Regions from separate parts of the Mus musculus genome. Here region 1 is linked to region 2. The links are chromatin contacts, called in public Hi-C maps. All regions are on one chromosome and are shown on one strand. The core of a region is the stretch at or near the end of the contact, and the rest is flanking DNA. Distances in the headings are between cores, read along the strand shown.

The links. A called contact is a pair of places that touch in the nucleus more often than the background predicts.
Region 1: a contact with region 2 is called in a Hi-C map of adipose-derived mesenchymal stem cells, with 2.5 times the contacts expected there. The contact joins two enhancer-like sites. A contact is called at or near these places in 2 of 484 Hi-C or Micro-C datasets (adipose-derived mesenchymal stem cells and granulosa cells).

The regions. Positions count from the first base shown.
Region 1 is chr17:16,478,864-16,484,278 of GRCm38.p6, forward strand. The region is part of intron 3 of Gm41534 (a long non-coding RNA gene); the gene reads left to right. Among named protein-coding and RNA genes, the nearest start is that of Gm41534, 250 kb to the left of the region's middle. Within about 2 kb of position 3,103, at least 21 of the 459 cell types and tissues checked have an H3K27ac peak or open chromatin away from gene starts, as enhancers often do. A contact at or near this core is called in adipose-derived mesenchymal stem cells, where this site is marked.
Region 2 is chr17:16,338,931-16,344,619 of GRCm38.p6, forward strand. The region is part of intron 2 of Gm41534 (a long non-coding RNA gene); the gene reads left to right. Among named protein-coding and RNA genes, the nearest start is that of Gm41534, 110 kb to the left of the region's middle. Within about 2 kb of position 1,406, at least 51 of the 459 cell types and tissues checked have an H3K27ac peak or open chromatin away from gene starts, as enhancers often do. A contact at or near this core is called in adipose-derived mesenchymal stem cells, where this site is marked.

The DNA of each region.
Region 1 (5,415 bases), core at 1,853-4,352, 140 kb after region 2:
TCTTTCTCCACATCCTCACTAACATGTGTTGTCACCTGAGGCTTTGATCAAAAATGGGTTATAGAACTAAACAGAGAATTCACACCAGAGGAATCTTGAATGGCTGAGAACCACTTAAAGAAATGTTCAAAGTCCTTAGCAATCAGGGAAATGCAAATCACAAGGACCCCAATATTCCACCTTACATCAGTCACAATGGCTAACATCAAAACCTCAGATGACAGCACATATTGGCAAAGATGTGAAGAAAAACGAACACGCCTCCATTGCTGGTAGGATTGCAAACTGATACAAACACTCTGAAAATCAGTCTGGAGATTACTCAAAAGACTGGAAACAAACCTAATTCTTTTCATGTAATAATATGTCATCAAAATTGTTGACCTAAAAATAGATCATGGGATTTATTATTTAGGTCATACAATAACAGCATTTTTACCATATTTAAAGAAATCCATTCAAGTAGATCATTATGATCTGCAATTCTAGTTTCTACAACAGTCTTTGCGTTATTCTCTGTGTTGAAGTTTCTCTCATTAGGTAGGAACTATTATCTTGACTTTACACCATAGAACTCATATACATGTTTTATTTTTGTCTGATAGATCTTGATTACTTCTCATTTTTATAGTTCATATCTTCATCTATGTGTCATTTCTTCCAAGACTGAATAAATGAATTTGAACAAATATATTTGAAAACAGAAAGTTCCATAAAATATAGATATAAATAAAGTGTGCAGACTAACAATTAGGAAAACCAATTTCAATAAGTTATATTGAGCATTATTTATAATTATAAATATATTACAAGGTTTCATTGTCTCAGCAGGAAAAATTTTACACTCTCAAAATAAGTGGTTTGATAGATTACTTGAATAGGTTTGAGCAGAGCTAAAAAACACAAAGAATGTGCAGAATAGTCCTGAACCTTAAGGGGGTGGAGTGGAATGGTCAGTGGATTCTACAAGCACTACTGCAGTGGAACAGACTAGGTAACTCCAGCTGTAGCCTTCATCATAGGACATCATTCACCTGGTGTCAATACTACAGGGATAGGGAGAGAAACAATGCTTGCCTTTCCTTACATATGTGTTTTGGGATGCTGCTATAACAAACGCACATAGTGGCTTACAGAATATACATTTATCTTATAATTCTGGGGAATAAACAATCTTGCATGGGTCTCACCAGACTAAAAAATTATAGCATCATACTATTATAATATATGAATTTTTATCTCTCTGATTTTTAATTTTTTTAAATTTTATTTTATATTTTATTGGATATTTTATTTATTAACATTTCAAATGTTATCCCATTTTCCCCATTTCCCCTCTGGAATCCCCCCTATTCCACTCCCCTCCCCCTACATCTATGAAGGTGCTCCTCCCCCCACCCACTCCTGCCTCCCTGCCCTGACATTCCCCTGCATTGGGACATCGAGCCTTCATACAACCAAGAGCCTCTCCTCCTGTTGATGCCTGACAAGGCCATCCTCTGCTACATATGTGCTGGAGCCATGGCTCCCCCCTCCCATGTGTACTTTTGGGTTGGTAGTTTAATCCCTGGGAGCTCTGGGGAGTATGGTTGGTTGATACTGCTGTTCTTCCTATGGGGTTGCAAACCCCTTCTGCTCCTTCAGTCATTTCTCTAGTTCCTTCATTGGGGACCCCGTGCTCAGCCCAATGATTGGCTATGAGCATCTGCTTCTGTACTTGTCAGGCTCTGGCAGAGACTCTCAAGAGACAGCTATATCAGGATCCTGTCAGCAAGTACTTCTTGGCATCCACAATAGCATATGAGTTTCGTGTCTGTATATGGGATGGATCCCCAGGTGGGGCAGTCTCTGGATGGCCTTCCCTTCAGTCTGATTTCTAACCTCATGTCACTTCCTCTTTCATTTTCTCATTCTGAGTTTGACTTTTCCATATTCCTCTTGACAAGAACCTTGTGAGCATATTAAAACTAGGGAGAAAGTACAGAATAATACTCTTTCTGAAGAATCTGTCACTTAAGTCATATCTTCAATGTTTTTCTGAACATGCATGGCACAAAATCCACTAGTTCTGGGATTTGGAAGCAAATATCTTTGAAAAGCCCATATTTTAAAGGTCATGTTCTCATTACACTTTCTCTTCTGGAATGAGCTGGTGGTATTTGGCCTAGAAATAGAGGGGCAAATGAAACCTTATATGTTGTCTTTATAGGTCAACCCTCCTGACTACAAAGATTGATAGATTTAGAGGAACTGTCATAGATAGAAGCTGTTATGTAGGAATCAACACTGTTATTATGTACCATATTAGTTCTATCCTACCAATTTCACAACTTAAATAATCCCTTTGGTTTATAAGTTTAATTAGTTTGATAACTGCCATGATTCTACTATACAAAATTTTTAAATTAAATGTGATTGTCAAATCTAAAAATAAGGATGAACAAGTTTATAGAAATGTCGGTTTATCAGATTTACTGAAAATTTGTTTCTCTCAAAATCTTTTTATGTCTAGGAAAACAGAAAAAAGGGTAATTTTTCATGATAGAATTCTCAGGATTCACATGTTTTAAAGTAAATAATGCTTTAGATAGTTAAAATAAGCATGATAACTATACATTTTTATGATTGTGCAGATGCTTTAATTATTTTTATCTAAAATAATTGCAATTATGTCATTGGGTTTTAGGACTCTATTTTAATTTTAAGTCAATATTTTCATATTGAAGTGAAAATTACAAGACCAAGTAAATATAAAGCATCTTTAAGGCATATGAAAATAATTTAAATCTATTAAATATGTGGGAGGATATTTTAGAAAAGAATAATATGAAATAGAAACATTTTTTATCCTGATACTATACCATAAGAGACAAAGCTCTGATTATGCAGTTAAAGTGGTACTCGTAAGCATTATGAATTAAACAGGAGAGCTATAGAGAGTGTAGCTTCTTTTTGCTTTAGAATCTTTGTTTCGAAGGGCTCTTGGTTTATAGGATAATAGCTGTTATCTCATAGATTGTGGCCCATGCCCCAGAGGATGTTTGTGAAATATGTTACTGTGGTCATGAGTCATCCTAGCTACTGCCAATATCTCTTCATTTTGTGGAGTTAGAGGAAGGTGACTCAGTTAAGTCAATGTAATGGATGCAACACATTGTGAAGGATCTGTCATATGCATCCCGTATTGAAGGCTTTCTTTTTCTGAGGGCTGCTGTTTCTTTTTGTAGTATATTTCCCAAGAATGTAGAGATCTTTCATGAAAATATGTATTCACACATATTACTTATGTTCCCCGGAAGGTGGTAGATATTCATTTCAGGCATTGAAGCATTTAACCATGTTTGATTGTATAAGTGGGCCCGTTAGTGCAATCAAGAAGCAACTTCCTGAATTAACATTTCCTCAAGACACACATATTCTGCAAGGCAAACTATCCTAGGAATCATTAAGATGAACCTTGCTCCCAGATTTCTCGTTATAGGCTTTTCCTCTTGTTTCTCTTATCTTTCTTTTAATTTACTTATGTTTAATAGATAGCAATTAAAGCTTTTGTTCACATTTAAGAATTAGCAAAATTATATACCTCTCATCCTAATGCAGAAAAAGAGTAAGGTTATCTTGGTTTTGTTTGTTTATATGTTTGTTTGTTTTTTCTAAATATTTCCCAAATCATTCTTAGTTTTCTACCATTTACCTCATTCTCATGTATTTAAGTATAAGAAGGAACTATATAATGTTAGGCATGGTAGCACACACTTTTAATCCCAGTATTCAGGAGGCTGAGACAGCTGAATTGTACGAGTCCCAGCCTAGTCTATATAACAAGTTTCAGAACAGCCAATACTATTTAATATTGAGACCTAGTCTCAGAGAGAGAGAGAGAGAGAATTGTATAATCATCACACATATTAGAATTGAAAAACTGTTAATATGTGCATGTAAATCCATTTGACATCATTTCACTTTAAAGAATTATTTATCTAAGATTGTTACAATTATTGAACATTAAAGGCAGAAAAAGAAGAGTTTTTCCTCTTTCATCTATTTACTCAATAAACATTATCAAACAGGCACTATGAGCTTGTATTGTAGCATGATTGGCTATGTCTGTTCCTCTCTCTCTCTCTCTCTCTCTCTCTCTCTCTCTCTCTCTCAATCTCTGTGTGTGTGTGTGTGCATAGACTGTAGTTTTAATACATATTTAAGTTTGTGAAAAGTTGTGTTTATTGATATATCAATGACACAAATATACTAAGTAGTATGTATTTTTGATACTCAAAATTGATGCTAGGTTTAATTCGAGTTTAATAATCACAGATTGTACAAGTGAGGAGATATGAAATTTGATATTAGGAAATAGCACTTTTTACAGAGATAATCATAGCCTAGTATGAGAAGATAATCATAGCCTAGGATGAGTTGCACAAAGTAGTGATCCGTGAACGTAATTTCTGGAAAAGAAAGACCATTCTCCATATATTTTCAAAGAAATTAATGCCGAAAGGGAAAGGGAAAGAGTGACAAAATTGAGGAAGGATATTGCTTGTCCAAATACTAGAGTACTATAATTTGATGGCAGTCTATATTTGAACAGCTATGACAAACATGACTGGAGTATAATAATACACAGTTGGAGTGTAATAGAAAATGGACATGTGCCAAGTTCATTGTTGAAGATTTTAAAGCAGAAAGATAATAATATATTTACAATTTCATCAGAGTATGTGACTTTCCTTATGCTATATTTTTTCTTGTATCATTATGGTTTTCTCACAGTAATATGATAAACAAAAGGAAGAATTGCTAAATCACCAGGAAGCTCATTAAGAATGATTTAATTGAAATTAAATTTTAGACCACTTAATTAATATCAATTAGCCTTTCCACTTCAATCATAATTTATCATGTTTTCCCACAGTCTATATTTGGACAGCTATGACAAACATGACTGGAGCAGCTCAATATTCTGTATGAATCTAACAGAAAGCAGAGGCTTTCTTATTGTATCTGTTTCCTGAAGAGAACAGTTAATGCCAAGTTTCTGTGGCAAAGGTCAGTGCTTAATAGATACTGTGGTATGCTTAATAACCCTATCAAATCCTGAATGTGCAACCACAAATTGGAATCTCAAAGTATTTTCTTTATGTCCTTTGATTTCTTGCACATGGATTTAGGTGCCCAAACAGATTTTCTGTGAATTTCCATTTCTTTTTCAAACATACTAGATATAAACAATTTTGATGATTTTTCGACCAAGGTCAGCCATGTTGCTTTCAGTTACATGCTATTTCAAGGTAAGATAAGAACATAGTTGTTGCTGGGTGTGATAGCTCATGACTCATAATCCTAATAGGGATGATAAGAGAATTTAAAACTAAAGTTGACAGGGTAAGTTTTAGACTGTTCTGAATTGCA
Region 2 (5,689 bases), core at 156-2,655:
ACACTCTGTCCCCAGATGTCCTGTGACAGAAGGTTGACTTTCTCTTGAGTCTGTACCACAGCAGACTCTAAGCTGTCTTATGTGTGACTTTTCTCCAACTTTTATCCAGTAGTTGACATATATATAACTTCTTTTCCAGAAACTTTTCTTTACCATGAGAAAAATTGTTCACATACTCAAAGTAAAGAAAGAATAATTCAATCCCTATTTAAGCTCACTTTCATACATTAACTATAATAAATAATGAAAACAACATGCATGCTTTGCCACACAGTTTGTAGATAAAAACTGTTGTTAAATAGTTTATTCTTGGAAATTATAATTTAGATTCTTGCTATATTGGAGAAGTTATTAATATATATCTGTGCATGCATTAAATAACTGGAAAAAGAATAACCAGACTTAAATTTGGTTTTGTTTGCAGGAGTCTGCCTTATGTAATTTATGTTACTATAGATGCAGAATTCACTACCTTGGAACTCTCTTGTTACAGCATTCTTCTCAGAGTATGCTAAGAGTTATGAACCCCATGAAGTTTTAACAATGATACTAATAATATGTTGAATCATGAAAACACTGAGGATTTTCTTTTAATGAGCTGATAATACTTGTAGATCATTTGAAAATACAGTTTTCTGTTTGATTAATTTTACTTACAATATTTCCTCATGAGTTTAATCTTAAAATCAGTGTTTTTAAAAACTTAGTTTTTCTACATAATTTTCATTTGGAAAATGGTGACTATGTAGAAATGGTTGAGTAGCTCCTATGTTTTACATTCCTTTGAAAAGTAAACACAAGCTATAGCCCATCTTCCTAACGACCCAATGACCCCTACTTCCTGTGAAGCTCAGCTCAAGATTTATGGGTCGTTGGAGGATGAAGCAAAAAGCAATCGTATCAGCTTTAATGTGTCACTCTACAGCTGCCTCCATATTCAGCTCACACATCCAAAAGGACTCATAATTTTGAGATTAGCTAAGTCTATGAGATAATGCATCTGATTTCCTTAGCCATCTGTTTTGCGTTGCCAGGGAGTTATAAATGCTGGCCAATGCTTGTGCTCACTTCGGGATAGTATAATCAGTCTTTAGAGATTTGAGTGAAAAGTCTTGCAGCCCTGAGGAAAGATGACTTACTTATTCAGATAAATACAGACACAGGGAAAATAGGATGACTAAGTAAAACAAATGGGGTGTAAAGTCTGATGCAGAGAAGGCAGATTTCCCAGAAGGAGCCATATAGTTATAAAATAAGAACTTTTATTCTCACTTGAATGATAAAAAAATAAAGCACAGAAAACACAAGATCCTAACCAAAACAAAACACTCCAAATGAGACTTTTTGCAAGGTCACTGTGGATGTGAGCTGAAGTGAACTCAGAATGACATGACTGTGTTACTCATTAGAAAACCTCCCTGTGCACAGTGACTCATAGAAAATGTGTTACAAACATCCTACACTCTGGGAGTCTGAGTGTCTATATTATATAAAAACTGACTACATCAGAAGACAGAGATCCACAATGAGACAGAAAGATAGCTACTCGCAAGCAGAAGACACTGGTTCTTTTTAAATTACTATTGAGAGACTTGTGATAATGTGAGGCTACCTTCAGTGCACACCTTTACACACACTTTTACACACACACACACACACACACACACACACACACCCCACAAATGACCATGCTGATGGTTCAAATCACAGACACTTCTGTAACAGAGGTGAACAGAGCTCAAGGCTTAGAGTGCGTACAACACAAAGTATAGGCTCTGGCTGTCTGGATCAAGCTAGTATGGAGGTTGGAGAGGCAGGTGGAAGAAGAAGAGAGCAAAGAACCGGGGGGATCCGAGGAACTAGTACCATATCTGCAGTGTCTTTTTAAAAAATCTAAATCTTTCAGATTTTGGAAGCCACAAGGACTATAAAGATTCAATAAGAAGTAGACATATATTTATTAGATATGGTTTCTATTGGAGTATGTTAATAGGATCCAATGGCAGATTCTTTTAATGAAATAAAGGTTTTCAAGTATATGGAGAATGTTGCTGGTGCCCTCTGAGTAAACTGAACCTGTAAGATGTGTGATATTATTATACATGTATATGCAGTAACACATTTGTGTCTGTATGAATATACCTTCCATCAATATCTCTGACAATATGTTGATAGAAGAAATCTTTTCATAATGTATTGTACATAGTAGGGACTTGTGACTATATAAAAAATATATATACAATAGTATGCATTTAATTCCTATATAGAGTAAGATATAAATATAAGAACATGGGATATAACTTAATATTAGAATGCTTATGAAGCATATATGAGGAAACCCTGCATTCCATCCACATCCAAATATAGAACAAACCAAAAAAACAAAACTGCATACAAATTGAATCAATCTCAGTTGGTTTTTGTCAAACCTAAATATTTACAAGGATAACCTGATAGGTATAGACTGTCACTTGAATCAGAACTTCTTAGGTCTCATGTATGGAGGACTTGACTCTGTAGACCAAAATATAGGTAGGAAGTCATGGTTTGAAAAAAATTCTAGAAAGAGGTAATTCATCATTCTTGACCTTTCAGAATAACTGACTCCCTGCATCTTCTTTTGCCATAACACAGATCTCACATGCAGAGCTTATGCTCCAGACAGCTTGAATGTGAGAGCTATACCGAGGAAATGAAGCTCTCAAGTCTTGTGTTGAGAAAGGCACCTCATGGACTATTATCTAAATATCTGGGTGAAAGAAAGCAGTGTGGAGTGTCCTGGATCAGCACATCACACTCTTGAGACATGTCAGCTGTGTTTCAATTATGTCAGCAGTCCCAGTGTCTGGTCAAAAATTTGGTCATGAACAATTGCTTCACAAATGAAGGTATCATGCTTGTTCAGAATAGTGGCCATTTTATAATCGCCAAGCAACCAGTAAGAGAAGCCCTGAAGAAAATGAACTAAGTGAAGTATTAGCACTTGATACTTAGTACTTTCTTCTTCCTTTCTTTCTTCCTTCCTTCCTTTCTTCCTTCCTTCCTTCCTTCCTTCCTTCCTTCCTTCCTTCCTTCCTTCCTTCCTTCCTTTCTTTCTTTCTTTCTTTCTTTCTTTCTTTCTTTCTTTCTTTCTTTCTTTCTTTCTTTCTTTTTGAGTTTTTCATTAGATATTTTCTTCATTTACAATTCAAATGCTATCCCAAAAGTCCCTTATACCCTCTCCCCACCCTGCTCTCCAACCCACCCACTCCCACTTCCTGGCCCTGGTATTCCCCTGTATTGGAGTATATAAACTTTGCAAGACCAAGGGGCCTCTCTTCCCAATGATGGCCAATTAGACCATCTTCTGCTACATATGCAGCTAGAGACACGAGCTCAGGGAGGACTGGCTAGTTCATATTGCTGTTCCTCCTATAGGGTTGCAGACCCCCTCAGCTCCTTGGGTACTTTCTCTAGCTCCTCCATTGGGGGCATGTGTGCAAAATACCCATGTAAGGAGTTACAGAGACAAAGTTTGGAGATGAGACGGAAGGAACGACCATGCAGAGACTGCCCCATCCAGGGATCCATACCATAATCAACCACCAAATGCAGACACAATTGCATATGCCAGCAAGATTTTGCCAACAGGAGCCTGATATAGCTGACTCTTGTGAGACTATGCCAATGCCTGGCAAATACAGAAGTGGATGTTCAGAGTACTTTCTTATTGACTGGAGTTTTAACTAGCATTTAAAAGGTCAGGTACAGAAAAGGGAAGAGGCATATTTCAGTATTTAAACATATTGTGAACAAGTGTGGTTTTTCTTTGGAGTTCTTTAGATTTTTTTTTTTTTAAATCCAAGAAGTCACACACACAGACATAATACACCGGGATTTTTGGGTTTGGTTTTTTTTTTTTTTTTCTTTAAAATCAATGAGAGATTAATGTTACTTTCAAAGGATTCCCAGGAGCGGTTGCTGAGGTAAGTGGAACACAGAAGTTAGTCATTTCCCCTTGTTTGGTGATCGTCCTACTGAAAGGGGGGATGGGCAGATCCCTTGGGTTCTATGACTCAAGAGAAAAGATGATGGTTTACATAATTGAGTCACCACCTTACAGGTCTTAGGTCTAGGAATTCAAGGAGAGGGTAATCAATTATGAGAAAGAAGTTACCCGAGACAACATGAGATGAGTTGTTACTAACTATAGCTTGACAGTCTCTGGTACCTATTTCCTCTCAAAGGACATATTAAAGAAATTTTACTCTTCATATGCCCATGACTGTAGAATACTAAGATTGAGTTTTGTTGGTTTCTAAGAAGTTCTTTTCATTATATTATAGGCACTTCCTGCCCTTTTACTACTCTTAAGGAAAGTAAGACGATTGTTCTAAACCACTAACTGGTTTACCTTTAAGGAAGCTAGAATAGGAAACTGACCTGTACTTAAACTATTTTAAGAAATGCATTTTTATATTTTTGCCAGAAAATTATTCAATTGGGTAGCTACAGAAATTGTAGTGTTCTTAGACCAAAAAATAAAAAATACAATAATCTATAAATATTTAGTAAGAATTATAAGTGTATTACCAGACCCCATCACAATCTACCCATACTTTAGGCTCTCTCTCTCTCTCTCTCTCTCTCTCTCTCTCTCTCTCTCTCTCTGTGTGTGTGTGTGTGTGTGTGTGCACGCGCGTGCTATATAGACATTTATTTGCTTAGATGGTAATGTGAAGTTTTATGGTATTTCTCTTTGGATTTAGAGTTTGAATAAAACCAAAGGAAATGTTTTCTAATTGTCCACAATCCACAGGAAGCTCATGTCCCCAGTCTTGCTTATATCCCAGACTCTGATACACTATCTCCCCTTCTCTCTGTGGAGAGCAGGTGACATGTCATCCCTTGGAAATCTAGCTGTCACATGGGTAATGAAACCTGCTGAGAAATGCAGGAAAACCATGAAAACAGAAGCTTACTTACACAACACACCAACTGCTGAATCTCAATGATGTCAGCTACCAGGAAAGCACACACACATGTGTTTTTGCCCAAGAAATCTTAGCTGAAGCCCCTGTCATACTATGGCCTGATAGTTCTTTTCCACATTATTTTGAACAAAAGAATACTACCAAGGCACACTGTCTGCAGCTAAATCATCCCAGAAGAACATATAACATGTAGAGGAAAAGTCTCAAGCTAAGCATTTGTTTGGATTCAAAGAGGAAATGACCATTGTGAAATTTCTGAGGGGAAAAAATAGTTTGGGGGAATGACTTGGAAGGCCAGAAGATATTCTTTTCTGTTACAGCTGCTTAAACATCCGCTCTGAATTAAGACATTGGAAGGATTTCTTGGCTTTATGGCCATGATGCAACTCAGTGGTTTCAAATTTTAACTAAGGACAAACCCGTCCTGAAAACAGGTCTGCTCTCCAGCAGCTCTTTAGAAAAGAAAATGTTTAGCTTTCTCCAGTCTGTCAATCTTGTGGAAAGAAAATGCCACCAAGGTACCTTTTATAAGAATCTGGGCTCAGAAACAGCTGTGTAAATCATACAATAAGATTTTCCCTCTTTAATTCAACTAGCCTTTGAGTCTACAGGCAGTTTTAGACACATTATAAAACGGACTCACACTGAATCCCAATGTGGAACCATGAACGCCTGTTCAGAATGGAGGAAAATTAGCTGTGATCATAGAAGCAAAG